Linked DNA regions of Pan troglodytes: region 2 is linked to region 1. A link is a contact called in public HiChIP or PLAC-seq data. All regions are on one chromosome and are shown on one strand. Each heading gives the region's core, a stretch centred on a gene start, on an enhancer-like site or on the middle of the called end of the contact. The rest is flanking DNA. Distances are from core to core; before and after follow the strand shown.

Evidence for each region. HiChIP or PLAC-seq counts read pairs in DNA pulled down with a chosen protein or histone mark.
Region 2: an H3K4me3 HiChIP or PLAC-seq map of stem cell-derived excitatory neurons shows a contact between it and region 1, with 7 times the contacts expected there. The contact joins the promoter of FAAP20 here to the promoter of MORN1 in region 1. A contact is called at or near these places in 5 of 7 Hi-C or Micro-C datasets (blood, induced pluripotent stem cells, a lymphoblastoid cell line and 1 more), 1 of 1 datasets of contacts at active chromatin or transcription factors (stem cell-derived excitatory neurons) and 1 of 1 other capture datasets (stem cell-derived neural stem cells).

The regions. Positions count from the first base shown.
Region 1 is chr1:229,599,732-229,606,898 of NHGRI_mPanTro3-v2.0_pri, forward strand. MORN1 (MORN repeat containing 1) reads left to right here and starts at 3,993. Exons shown (of 14, transcript XM_016952519.4): 1 at 3,993-4,340; 2 at 5,745-5,816. The coding sequence starts at 4,211. RER1 (retention in endoplasmic reticulum sorting receptor 1) reads right to left here and starts at 4,460. Exons shown (of 7, transcript XM_016952566.2): 1 at 4,379-4,460.
Region 2 is chr1:229,803,682-229,810,848 of NHGRI_mPanTro3-v2.0_pri, forward strand. FAAP20 (FA core complex associated protein 20) reads left to right here and starts at 4,035. Exons shown (of 4, transcript XM_016952481.3): 1 at 4,035-4,140; 2 at 4,710-4,845; 3 at 4,933-5,204. The coding sequence starts at 4,079.

The DNA of each region.
Region 1 (7,167 bases), core at 2,743-5,242:
ATTCACGGGTGTGAAATCCTGGCCCTATTTTCACCAACACTGTCAAGTAGGTTTCTTCCACATTCAGTATTTTGTCCATATACCATTTGTGTTTTTACCATGAATTGTTCAGGAAAAAGTAGCAGGTACACAGGCTTCCGTGGAGCGGAAGGGCAGCGTGAGACGCATGGGCCCAGGAGCACAGGCCGCGTTTTCATTCCCACTCTGGCACCTCAGTCACCTGCGTGAGCGGCACTGTCCACCCCACTGGCCCCAGGAGCAGCCTTGCTGGCCATGGGGTCCACTGGCTGGCCCATGGCACGTGGCACTGCATGTCCTCCCTCCAAGGACCGCATCCTCTGTGGATCCCTCAGGGTTCCCCCGCCCAGGCACCTTGTCTGCTCCACGCCCTGTCCTGGGTCTCTGGTCTGGCAGGAGCAGGAGGGATCCTGTCCTCTCAGGGCCAGGTCCTCCACCCCATGAACAGGAAAATGTTATCTACAACTCTCAGGTAGTCCATCCATCTGCGTCCCAGTTTCAAGCGGAGGTAACGTATCTGCTCCTATTTCAACACACTGCTGTGATGCCATGAGGAATTCACCTGAGAACCCAGGTGCCAGAGGTCACACTGTTCACCCACTTAATTCCCAGATGCTCAAGTGAAGGGCATCATGACCCCCATTTCACCAAGTCTCAAACAGTGGAAGCCACGTGTCCAAGGTCCTGCCACAGCCCTGCTTCTGGGCAGGCCAAGCCAAGCCTGACTGCCACCTGGCTCCTCAGCTGAGCACGCCGCCACCCCACTCCTGAGAGGAGACGGCGTCAGGACCTGCCGCTCTTCGGTAAAGCACAGCTGAGTACCGAGGGCCTGCCGGTTGTCATTCCTACTTTAAAGATGAGATGCCTCCTGGCCCCTGAGCTAGAGAAGACGCCAGGGGTGACGTTCACCTCCCCCACCACCCCCCATCTGCTCCCTCGGCAGGGCAGTGAGGAGAAACAGACTCTGGTCTCAAGTTTGGCTTAAAGTCCCACCTGTGCTAAGCGGCTGTGAGGCCTTCAGCAAACCCTCTGAGCACGCAGCCAGCCTCAGTTTCCTCATCTGTAAAATGAGGCTCTAAGAAATACCAGACACGAAAGCAAAGACATCATTCCTCAGCAACAGCTGGGGTCAGTCTTATTGTTCTCATTTACAGATAAGAAAACTGAAGCTCACAAAGACCAAAGAGTTGCCCTGGCCCATCAGCATGTTCGCAGTGGGCAGGAGCCGGAACCTGCACCTTCCTGAAACCAACGCTCTTCCAGTCCCATCCTCACTGTGAGCACTGGGGAAATCTTCCCTTCAGGTGGCAGGCAACAGGTGGCCAGACGCAATCCCGCCCTCAAGTGCCTTGGCTCTCCCATCACAACTGATGCACTGAAGTGATCCAGGCAGCTCCCTCCACGTCATCAAGTCTGTGCAGAATGTGGCTCCATGACACCGTTCCTGGATCCTCTGTGCAGAGTGCCAGGCTGCTCAAGGAGACCGAGGGGCCCTTTGGTCTCGCGGAGCCGTGTAAACCAGACACAGAGGAGGAGCACCTTTACTCTCCACTGAAAGAACTCCATATTTAAATAGAGGCTACACTAAAATGCGTCACCTGGAATGGCCACCCTATTTAGGCCAAAGCCAGGCCATCTGAAAGCCACCCGTCACATTGTTCGTCCTATAGCTCCTTGTAAGTTTCCCTGTTTTACTCAGACTGTTTCCCATTAAAGCACTTTTACTGGACTGGAGGTGATGAGAGTAATGTCAGGGAGAAAATACCCAGCTCTCCCGCCAAAGGGTGTTCTCTAGGCAAAGCTCAGAACTTCTCACTCTCCAACTGAACATGTAGAAAACCTACTCAAAACGCCATCAGCCAATTCTGCTTGTCTGACACACACAACACGTATACCAAACACACACGTATACTAAACACAGCTTGCACCCTGACTGAACGCATTGCCAGGAATAGCCTGAGGCAGGGCAGCAGGAGCAAGAACGTGAACTTTGGACTCCAACGGCCTGCTTTCAGATCCTGGCTCTACCACTCTCTGCCAGTGTGACTAGGACAGGCTATTCCAGGATGCCTCAGGTTCCAGTCTGTGAAATGGGACAACAGCACCTCTCATGCCTTCTCCACGAGGCTCTCGTGAGGAATCAGTGGGCAGCCCATGGAGCACCCTTGGAGCCGGGCAAGGCAGTGCCAGCCCTGTTCCTGGATCAGGGCCAGCCCTCACAGCAGCTGCCCCCCCTGCAGTCCTCTTCTCCGCTCAGTTTGAAGGCCACCTCCTCTTCAGAGGCCTCCGTTACCGCCCACACTGACCCCCAGTCCCTTACATCACATCACCCTATTTTTATTTTGTGTACAACTGTTTCCTGATACCTTTCTGGTTTACTTCTCAATTTTCTCCTGCTAGAATGAAGCTCCTTGAGGGGTCCCTTGTCTGGTTCGGGGCTGGGCCCTGCCACCTGGAAGTCCATTACATAGTAGACAGCCCATCAATTACCTGTTGAAGGTGACTGCTTTATGCCTGGTCACAAACAAAACAGAAAGGGAGATAAAACCAGTCCAAGCAGAGACCATGAGGACGTGCCAGAAAGTGTAAGACTCTCTATGTGCCTTGTTCCAGGCCTGTCACATTCATCCACATCTGTGGTCCATCATTCTGCACGTGGAAAGGATGAAGTCCTCTGCCTGGCGTCCGGGAGCATTGACAGTCTGGGTCCCGCCTTTCTCTTCACGTCCCCATCCCCAATTCCTCCGGGACTAAGAAAGCCCCCGGCTGCCGTGCACCAAGCTTCACGCCTCTGGTGTTGTTCAGTCCTCTGAAATGCCCTCCCAGACCCCGTCTCTTCCTTCTTCCCAAGGCCACATTCCAGCCTGGGCTCCCCCCTCCTCTGGGCCTGACCATCTTATATCTCCACCTGGCTCTGACACACTGTTACTGCCGTCGCCGTCACCTCAGGCATACGGCAGAAGCCATGTGAGAGTCTGAATTACTGAGAACCCTTTATCCACTTACGGGGATAACTGCATCTTCCTGGGAAATGTCAACTCAACCAAAAATAAAGTGCTTCCAGGACTAGCGGCCAGTCTCTACTCTTCATAAAGGGAAAAGGGCGAAAGCCCACTGAAGGTACTTAGGCTGAAAGCAGCCCTCTGTGCTGTAAGACACCTGGCAGAGAAACGAACGATACCTTTATCAGTGGGGCCACAGACCAGTACTAAGTCAGCCTGGAAAATTTATGATTTTATTGCCTATTTAGAATACGATCAAAACCGATGTAACTAGTTTCCCTTCAGCCCGTCAGTAACGCCTTCACCCCAGAGCTTAACACTAAATCCTACAGATAAGCGCTGACCTGGACGCAGGATGGGGAGAGGGCACATTACTCTGGAATACAGCCCAACTCGCAGCGCTGTGGGGGCCGCGACTGCCCGCTTCCCCCAGATGCCAAGCAGGGGATGCGGACGAGATGCGGCCCGGGTGGCTCGAGGGCTGCAGCCCCCGCCCGGCCCCTCTCCCGCTCCCCCGACCCTCGCAGGCCCCAGGGCTCCGCCGCACCCCCCAGCACCCCGTCCCGGGCCCGACCCCGAGGCGCGACCCGTACCCCTCAGGGCCGCGGGTCGGGAACACGGTCCCCGCGGCCACCCGGGCCCCGACGGCCCTCCCCGCCCGGCCCTCAGCGCGGCCCCGCCCGCCCGCCCGCGGCCTTGACAGCCCGGAAGGAGCGGAGGCGGCGCTGCCCGGCCGTTCCCGCGCCACGCAGCCCTTCCTGGCACCTCGCAGCTCCGCTACGGCCGAGCCGCGGTCTCCCTCACGGCCGCGGGAAGGAGGACGGCGGGGCACGGGCGGCCGCAGGCGCTGCGCTCCGGCTCCGGGAAGCTGCAGCGAGCACTTCCGCTCCGTCCTCCGCGGCGCCGCCTCCAGGGCCCCCAAGATGGCGCGAGGGCGGGGCCAAGGGCTCCAACCATTTCCGCTTCCGGCTCAGACGCGCAGGCCGTTGGCGGGCGGGCCTCTCGGCGGAAGAGACGACAGCGGCGGAAACGCGCACAGGCGCAGCTGCGTCCTCTGGCTCCGGGCCCGGCTAGCTTCGCTCCAGAGATTGCGCGGGCTCAGGGACTAGGCCCGTGGCCACACCCCTCCTTGCGACAAAGACCAATGGAAGCGGGCGTTGCTGGTCGCTAAGGGAACCCTCGGCGGCAAGATGGCAGCGGCTGGCGAGGGCACCCCGAGCTCCCGCGGGCCGCGTCGGGACCCGCCTAGGCGGCCGCCCCGGGACGGTAACGACTGCGGGCCACGGGACAGGTCGCTGGCTGCCCTGGGCTCCATTCAGGGTGCGATCGCTCTACGCCCTCGACCCCCAAATGCTCACCTCGGAAAGTAGAGGTCCAGGTGCCGCGGCGGAGCCAGGGCCGCCCCCGCGTCCCCCACTCCCACAGGACTCGCCGTGCGCCTCCTCGGGCCCGGCTCGCACCCTTCCCCGAGCCCTCCTCCCGCAGCAGGCCAAGCCCTGCAGGGGGTCGCCCCCCGCGGGCTCCTAGCAGGGAAGACCGGGTTCCGGCCGCAGCCTCACAACCAGCGGGACCTGGGGTTGCCATGGGGATCCCGAAGCCCAGGACGTGGGGCGAGGGCAGGCGCAGGAGCAGCACCAAGCCTCCTGACTTCCTGGCCGGTGCTGTCCAGAAACGCTAGGACGCGTTTCAAAAGCAGTTTTTGCCTGTACTTCCAGCACTTTGGGAGGCCGAGGCGGGTGGATCACCTGAGGTCAGGAGTTCGAGACCAGTGTGGCCAACATGGCGAAACCCCGTCTCTACTAAAAAATACAAAAATTGGCCGGGGGTGGTGCCTCCTGCAGTTCCAGCTACTCGGGAGGCTGAGGCAGGAGAATCGCTTGAACCCAGGAAGCGGAGGTTGCAGTGAGCCGAGATCGCGCCGCTGCACCCCAGCCTGGGCGACAGAGCAAGACTCAGTCTCAAAAAAAAAAAGAGCAGGTTTTGATAGGAACTGTTTCTAGAATCAAATAAACGGGTCTGGAATGAACTCAGAGCTAACACTAGTATCTTCAGGTAGAACCTGACCCTGATTTGGGACAGATACAGTAGCCTGTAGTAACCCCCTGCCCTCCTCCCCGACATTTTCCCATAAACCCTGCCCCCAAAATGTGCCTGAGGAGCTGGTAGGGAGGGAGCCCTGCCCATTCCTGGAACTGCAGGAGTTGGCGGGTGGCACACCCAGCAACTAGGAGGAGATGAAGCCGGCCAGGCCGTCCTTGGGTATGAGTGTGGATTTTCTCCCCAGCGATAGGAGGCCACTGAAGGGCCACAGCAGGGGATGGGAGAGTCTGCTCCTCCCTTGTGTGCCTCACTGACACTGCTGCTCTGCCTTCCCCTGGCTCACTCATCTCCTGCAACAAGGCTCCCAACCTGCCCCTCACCACCTCCCGAGCACCTCTGGTCTCTCAAGGACCTGCACTTGTTTCAAGCCAGCCCTCTTACTGGGCCTGTCTTCTCTGCACCAAGTAGGTCCTCATCCTTGTCACATAAACAAATGAGCAAATGAATGGCCCAACAGTCGACAGGAGAGCTCATGAGCCCCACAGGTCGCCTCTGGTCTGCTGAAGGTGACGTGTACCAACCCCTTGAAGGCCCTCAAGGGAGCTGCACTCCCTCCTTCAGCACTGGAGAGCATCCCTCATCTCTGTGTCTGTGCTTACCTGTGTATGTCTTCTCAATACTCAGGTTATGGTGTCTACGTATACCCAAATTCCTTCTTTCGATATGAAGGAGAATGGAAAGCAGGGAGGAAGCACGGTGAGAAGCCTCTGTGGTCTCTTCTTGCAGCTGCTGCCCCACAGCTGATGAAACCAGTTTCTCCCCGGGAGGTTGGGTGGGCAAGTGGCATTTCCTGTAGCTTTCGAGCCCATTGTACCCTGGTGCTTCCCTGGCTGCTCAGGGTAAGGCCGGATGGGCAGGGGAAACAGAGGCCTGGGAGACCCCCCTGGAGGGCCACCTTTAGCAAAGGAAGCTGCGACTTTGAAATTCTCCCTAGAGGTTGAGTTCATTTGTCTTTTCCAGACTGAAAACTGGCTTTATGGTTTATTTCCGATTATAAAGAGAACCTACTCTTGTAGTAAATCCAAGTAATAGAAGAAAGAAAGTGTAAAGTCAAGCCAAGCACAGTGGCTCACGCCTGTAATCCCAGTACTTTGGGAGGCCAAGGTGGGCGGATCACTTGAGGTCAGGAGTTCCAGAACAGCCTGACCAGCATGCTGAAACCCTGACCCTACTAAAAAGACAATAATAGCTGGATGTGGTAAGGCACACCTGTAATCCCAGCTACTTGGCAGGCTGAGCCAGGAGAATCCCTTGAACACAGGAGGCAGAGGTCGCAGTCAGCTGAGATTGTGCCACTGCACTCCAGCCTGGGTGACAGAGACTCCATCTCAAAACAGAACAAAAAAAGCAAGTATAAAGTCGATAACACCTGTACCCCCACCAACCCCAGGCAAGTGCCGTGAACCTTCGGTGGTGTGGACGTTCTTGCCACTGTGCTCCTCCCACGCAGTTTTGTATCTGCTCTCTGCCAGTTTTGTTTCTTTTCTTTTTTTTTTTTTTTTTTTGAGACAGAGTTTTGCTCTTGTTGCCCAGGCTGGAGTGCAATGCTGCCATCTCGGCTCACTGCAACCTCCGGCTCCCAGGTTCAAGTGATTCTCCTGCCTCAGCCTCACGAGTAGCTGGGATTACAGGCACCTGCCACCACGCCCGGCTAATTTTTGTATTTTTAGTAGAGATGCAGTTTTGCCATGTTGGCCAGGCTGGTCTCGAACTCCTGACCTCAGGTGATCTACCCACCTCGACCTCCCAAAGTGCTGGGATTACAGGCATGAGCCACTGCGCCCAGCCACTCTGCCCAGTTTTCTTTTCTCTCTCTTTTTTTTTTTTTTTTTTTTTTTTTGAGACAGTCTTGCTCTGTCGCCCAGGCTGGAGTGCAGTGGCGCAATCATGGCTCTCTGCAGCCTCAACCTCCTGACTCAAGGGATCCTCCCACCTCAGCCTCCTGAGCAGCTGGACCCACAAACACGTACCACCACACCTGGCTAATTTTTAAAATTTTGTGTAGAGACGGGGTCTCTCCGTGTTGCTCAGGCTGGCTGCCTGCACT
Region 2 (7,167 bases), core at 2,785-5,284, 200 kb after region 1:
AGTTCCTGGCTGCGTCAGAAGGCTGCCCGGGCCTTTTGGCTGTCCTTGCCAGCAGGTGAGCACTGTCAGGGCACCGTGCGTGGGTGCTGGGCCATTTAGCCACGTGGGAAGGGGTGGAGGCAGCCCAGTGCCTTCAGCATGTGCCCAGGGTGCCTGTCGGCCACAGGTCTCACTTGGAAATTGGGAGGGTGCACGGCCACCGGGCTGCTTAGGCCTGCCAGCCTCAGGGCCCGTCACCGCTGTCTTAGCCTGATTTGCAGGGTGTCAGCGCTGGGCAGAGATGATCATTTGGGTGACTCTGAGGATGCCAGTGGCTGGGACACTTGTTCTTCCGCGGTGGAAGGAGTTGGAGAGGCCTGGCTCCCTGACCTACGGCCAGCCTGGCTTCTGAAACCAGCTCAGTGGGCTGGGGCCTGATTCATCATCCATAAATGTGTCCTTTTTTGCCACAGAGGGTAAGGGGCCTCCTAGCCCACCGGTCTGCAGGTGCGGGAGTAGGAGATGGGTGGCTCTGATGCCCCCACCCACTCGAGCACCTTCTGCTGTGCCTGGGATGCAAACTCCCACAGCTGAAACGTTCTTTTGTAAACATGAATTTTGGCTTAGAAAAAAACTCATTTCCACTGTGCACGTGTCAGTCCCAACCAGAAATTATTTTCCAATAAAGCAAAACTCCGTCACCACAGCAGCAGATGGCTCCGAAGAAGTGGAGCGTTTTCATCAGGTTCAACTTTGAAACCTCCACCACCACCATCACCAGCACCGCTGTGTCGTACTGATAACTTGAGGACAGGCAGGACAAGGTATGTTTGTTGGAGGTGAACACGCTTCCTTGTCTTGAGAGTCTTGAGTGGCCGGTCCCCTTCCAGGCCCTCGGCTGGCAGGCAGCTGTCGGGAAGCTGTCAGGCGGGAGGGGATTGGGGGTCAGGCTTCCTGATAAGTGGAGGCACCCGCCACGTGCCCAGAGCAGAGGTCACCCCAGTGCCTTTCTCTGTGGACTTATCCCTGGCTGTAGGTCACAGGGGCCTGCCCCACTGCCCCCTCCCCAGTGGTGACATGGGAGGAGGGGAGATTAATCCAGAGCAGCAGATAAACCGGAGGGGAAGAGCCCCCAGGAGGACAACTGTGACACGTTGTGCTGCCTCTGCGTCCCCAAAGCACCAGGCCCAGAGGCCCTGCCTTCTGCCCCATGGCACTGGCCTGGGGCCCTGGCTCCTCTTCCCTGGTGGCCAAGGGTAAATGAGGCCCACTGGGGTGGCTAAGACTCAAGGGGATGGGGGCCCCCCAGCTTCAGTGCTGCAGGCTGGAGCCAGGCTCAGCCAGCCCTGAGGTCCCCTGTAGGCCCGTGCCTCCTACCCTTGGGGCACCCGCAGCGAGAGCTTCCCAAGCAGCCTGCGCCAGCCGGGCAGCGCAGGTGTCCTGGGTCTGGGTCACTCGAGACCCCACCCTGCTTCTGCTCGGCTCTGCCCCTCTTGGGCCCAGTGGCCAGGGAACCTGCATGGGGGAGCCGGGAGGGGCTGGAAGGATGCTGAAGACCCCAGCAAAGCTCTAGTGTTTGGCTTTCCAGGGGTGGGGGCTGGGTCCTCCCGCCCAGAAAGGCCCCTGTTCTGGGGCAGCAGCCACACACAGGTGTCCCTCACATGGTCCTCCAGGACAGGGCAGGGGCCTGAGTTTCCCAGGCTCTGCCCAAGGGACCCAGGCAGGGAAGGAGATGGGTCCCAGGGGCTCAGAGCCCATCCGGAGGCCAGCCGGTCCCGTGGCAGGAGGGCACTGGACCATGTGGGGGCCGTAGAGGAGGAGGAGGCAGGAGCCACCCCCGGGTCCAACAGCAGAACCCTGGGGTTGGGAGCCAGAGTGGGGAAGGGAGAGGAAGGAGCAAGAACACCCCCCCCCCACCCCCAGCACGGTGCAGAGAGCTGAGCAAACACTTGTCACCAAGGGCTTTTCTCCTTTGTCTTTTTTTGTTTTTCGAGACAGAGTCTTGCTGTGATGCCCAAGCTGGAGTGCAGTGGTGCGATCTTGGCTCACCACAACCTATGCCTCCTAGGCTCAAGTGGTTTTCGTGCCTCGGCCACCCAAGTAGCTGGGATTAAAGGTGTGCACCACCATGCCCGGCTAATTTTTGTATTTTTAGTAGAGATGGGGTTTCTGCATGTTGGCCGGGCTGGTCTCAAACTCCTGGCCTCAAGTGATCCTCCCGACTTGGCCTCCCAAAGTGCTGGGATTGCAGGCTTGAGCCACCACACCTGGCCTATTTTTTTTTTTTTTTTTTGAGTTGGGGTCTAGAGTGCAGTGGCACGATCTTGGCTCACTGCAGCCCCCACCTCCCTGGGCTCAGGTGATCCTCCCACCTTAGCCACCCAAGTAGGTGGGACCACAGGCACATGCCACCATGCCCAGCTAATTTTTTATTTATAGAGACAAGGTCTTGCCATGTTGCCCAGGCTGGTCTCAAACTCCTGGGCTCAAGCAATCTGCCTGCCTGGACCTCCCCAAGTCCTAGAATTACAGGCATGGGCTGCTGGGCCTGGCCTTTTCTCCTGTCTTGGGAGGCTGGGACCAGTCTTCCTGGAAGTACCCAAGGCCCTCCTGCAGACCATGGTGACATTTCCAGGAAAGACCCAGAAGCTCGGAGCTGAAGCCAGGGCAGCCAGGACTGTCGGGGAGCCCTGGACACTGGCTGTCTGAGAGCGCTTGGTCAGCTGGCACCTGCCATTTGCTGGACGTGGGGCTGCGGAGACCCCACGGCTGGGCTTCTCTCGCCTGAGAGCAGGCCCAGCCACAGGCTACCTCCCACAGGGCCCCCTGAGACCACACTGCCTGCAGCAGCTCCCCCAGGCCCCCTCCCCCTGCCCGGGCAGCACTCAGCACTGCATCTCCATCTGCTCACTCAAGTCGCAGGGCCTGGGGGTTGGTGCCTCCATCTTGTTCTGCTGGGGGCCTCCCGCATCTAGAGCAGGAACGTGTGCGGAAGAAAACCACTCATGCAGGGAGAGGGGGACCTCCCAGTCCAGGCCCTGCTGCTGACCCTTTCCCTGAACACCAACCCATGGCCTCCAGGCTGGGGCCCCTTGAAGGACGGTGGGCCACTCGGGTGGCCTGGGTTCAGGGCCGGGCTCCACAGCTGAGTTCTGGAGGGAGGGCACAGACGACTGGGGGCTGGGAGGGGCCAGGTGAGGGGTAGGAACAGCCAGGGAGCCCTGCAGGAGGGGTGCCCAGCATAGCCCCAAAGCTTCTGGGGCTGGGCAGGGCAGAAACTGCCAAGGAGTCCCAGAGCCCCGAGTGGCGTCTGGTGAGGGCCCCTGACCCTGATCTCTGTAGACCCCACTCCTTCCGTGAGGGTGGCAGCCACTCCAGGGCCCAGCAGGGCCGAGGGAGAGGCAAGTGGCCTGGGCCCATGGGGCACTGGGCACAGCCAAGTGTGGCACCAGGGTGCCTGGGCAGCTGCTGCCACCACGTGGCCGACTTTGAGGTCGCAGAGCCCGGGGTCCAGGCAGGAAAGCCCCTCAGCTGCCCCCAGGGCCCTGGCCCAGGCCCCTGGCCCAGGCCCCTGAGGCCCAAGTGAGTCACCTGGACTTTGTCACTTCGCCTCTGGTTTCTTGGTTAAGGAGCTTGAGTTCCCCGCCTTTTGTAAAGAAACGGTGGTGGCGACGGCGGATTTCAAGCTTTATTTACTCCTGGAATGGTCCTGGGAGGAGAGGCGGCTCCGCAGAGCCGGAAACGGGGGCGGGAGCTGTTGGGTGCAGCCGGGAGGAGGCAGGTGCCGGGGCGGGCCGGGCAGCCATCGGGGTAACGGAGGGGGCTCCGGCCCGGGGGCTGCCCGGACGGGAAAGGGGACACGGGCGGGGCTCCCCCACCTGGGCCCCCCACCCTCACGCCAGGCCCCCCTGTGCGGTGCAGGACGAAGGAACCCTGGCCTCAGTTTCCCTACAGGCTGGGATCAGGGCCCCTGGGGTTCCGACTGCCTCGGAGGGGGGCGGCCTCACTGCAGAGGTCTGGAGGAGGGGCCTGGGGCGGGGGCGGGGCCTGGAGGGGCGGGGGCGGGGCTTGCGCTCACTTCCGCCCGGCGCGGGCTTGGATGGAGGCGGCGCGGAGGCCGCGGCTGGGGTTGAGCCGCCGGAGGCCGCCCGCGGCGGGCGGGTGAGGCCGGGGGCCGGGCGGGGGCGCGGCCGGTTTTCCCGCTCCCACGTGCTTCCCGGCGCCCCCGCGGGCCTCCCGCTCTATTCGTCCCGTGGGGAGGGCTCCCTGCCCCCGGGCCCGGCCCCCACGCCCGTCGCCCCACCCCGCGCCGCCATTCAGCGCCCGCCTTGAGCCCCCACCCCACCTCGAGCTTCCCCCGCGCCGCCCCAGGCCCTCCCGCGCCTCTCCCATCATCGCGTCTCCCCTGAGCACCCCCCCATCTAACCCTCTATCTTCCCCAGGCCCTCCGCAATCTCCCCAACCATCGCCTCATCCCGCTGAGGACCCCATATTTCCACCCACCCACCCCGCTCCCCCACCCCCAGTACCCCTCATCTCCGCACTGTCTGCCCCAGCAGCCCTTCCCCCAACCCTGCCGGCCACCTCCCGCACCATCGAATTTCCCTCTAGTACCCCCCATCTCCCCGCTGTCTCTGCCCCAGGCCCTCCCGGGTCTCCCCCACCATAGCGTTTCCCCTACTGAGTACCCCCTGTCTGCCTTCTCTGTCTGCCCCCTCTGTCTGCCCCAGGCCTTCTGGCGGCCGCCCCTGGTTTCTCCTGGGGGGTGAGGAGCGGGAGCGGCTCTGGGCCGAGCTACTGCGCACGGTGAGCCCGGAGCTGATCCTGGATCACGAGGTGCCTTCACTGCCCGCCTTCCCAGGACAGGTGTGCCCACCGGGCCCATCGTAGCGGTGGAGGGGTTTCCAGGGCGGGAGCCACCGCTGGGCAAGGCCCAACAACTCTGTGTTGCAGGAGCCCAGGTGCGGCCCGGAGCCCACTGAAGTCTTCACTGTCGGAACCAAGACCTTTTCCTGGACACCCTTTCCGCCGGACCTGTGGGGCCCGGGCCGTTCCTACCGGCTGCTTCACGGGGCAGGAGGGCACCTGGAATCCCCCGCCAGGTCCCTGCCCCAGCGCCCGGCACCTGATCCCTGCAGGGCCCCCAGGGTGGAGCAGCAGCCGTCTGTGGAGGGTGCCGCGGCCCTGCGCAGCTGCCCCATGTGCCAGAAGGAGTTCGCCCCCAGGTGAGTAGGCCACCCCTGCGCCCGGCCCGGTTGTCCATCTGTGTTTGGAAACCACAGCCGTTCAGAAGGTCAAGAGGTGGCCGAGCTCAGCGCTGGCTTTTAAAGCCCTGTTTCACACTGGAAAGGTGGCCCAGTGCTGTGGCCTGGCATGTCCAGGTGGCTCTCTGTCACGGGTCTGGGGTCCACCTGCTTGCCGTGCTCTGTGGGCAGGGCAGGCTGGGGGCCCACAGAACAGCACAGAAGGAAGGCTGGGCGCACTGGCCCCGGGTCCACCTGGCCATCCTGGAATCTGGTGGCACCAGCGTCCCCAGGCCCAGAGCACAGGAACACCTTCCCGAGAGTGGGTCATGGGTTTTAAAAATGAAGATCATCTTTTTTGTCTGGAGATGCTTTTTCTTATTTTTGAAACCCAATGTATATTTTTATGTATTTTTTAAGTAAAGGGGAATGGAACCCAGTTTTGCTAACAAGATAACCCAAACTGCCCAGTGCCTGGCCTTGTGTCTGGCGACCTCTGGGCCCTTGGCCTCCGGAGCAGGTACTGGGGCTGGGGTGGTGTGAATGATGCTGGTTTGTAACTTTTGGTTGAGTTAATGGGCGGCAGGTTTCAGAGCTTATGGAGACCAGGTCCTTCAGTCATGCCTGATGCCCCTGGTCTTCCAGAAGCAAAAACAGCTCGGGAATGCGAAGGGACCGGAGTCCAAAGTTGGCAGCCAACAACAACAACAACAAAAGAAAAGGCCGGGCACGGTGGCTCACGCCTGTAATCCCAGCCCTTTGGGAGGCTGAGGCAGGTGGGTTGCTGGAGCCCAGGAGTTTGAGACCAGCCTGGGCAACATGGCAAGATCCCATCTTTACACGCCTGGGCGTGGTGGCGCGTGCCTGTGGTCCTAGCTACTCTGGAGGCTGAAGTGGGAGGATTCCCTTGAGCCAGGAATTGGAGGCTGTAGTGATGTATGATTGCACCACTGCACTCCAGCCTGGGTGACAGAGTAAGACCCTGAATCACGAACAGAGGGTACTGTTGGGAGCCCTGGGGAGAAATCCATGCTCTTGGCTGAAGCTCTGAGATCCTTGTTGCTGTCAGGGTGCTGCCCCCCGCCCCCCGGGGAGGGGCTTTTGTCTTTGCATCGCCTGCTTTTCCAGATAGTCTAAAAAAAGACTTCTGAAGACAAGGACGTTCACGAGGAAAAACTTGCCATTTTGAGCTTTTTAAGCAGTTGCTGAAAGCTTGGCAGACTGCCTCGATTTTTCCTAAGTAGGCGTCAATGAAGTCAGGTCCAGGCCTTGGTGTGTCTGGAATGCTTCAAGCACATTCGAACACTTGATCGTAAGGGAGAGCCGGTACTTTGGAACCGGAACTCACCCGAGGCTGTGGCCACCGCATGGGCAGGCTAGCTGGGGGACAAGCCCCATATCTTTGGGAACAAGGGTTTGCACAGCCACCCTGGGATGCCCTGGGACTCCTGACCGCACAGGACCCCAGCAGGGAGGCCGCCTGGATTGGAGGGTCTGGTCTAACAGCCGGACTTGGTCTTGAACCGTCGCCCTGTCCCGCACAGGCGCCTGCTGAGCCTGGAGCCCTGGCAGAGGCGGGTCTGGGGAGTGGAGCTGCCGGGAGACCTCCCATTTCTCACAGCCTTGGTGTTCTCCGGGTCACCCAGAGGACCGTCAAATGCTGGATTTGACAAACTATGTAGAATGTTCTTTGTGTCTTTAAGATCTTCTTGTGGTCCTATTTGGACATTTTGTGCATTTTCAGACACCTGCAGGTCACGTGGGTGGATGGGAAGCTGGGCACCTGGTGAGGGGTGAGGATGTTGAGGGCCGGAGCTGCGTTTTGTCTCTGTTGATGTGGCGAGGCCCTGGGTTGGTCACTGGGATTTTTTTTTTTTTTTTTTCGAGACGGTGTCTCGCTCTGTCGCCCAGGCTGGAGTGCAGTGGCATGATCTCGGCTCACTGC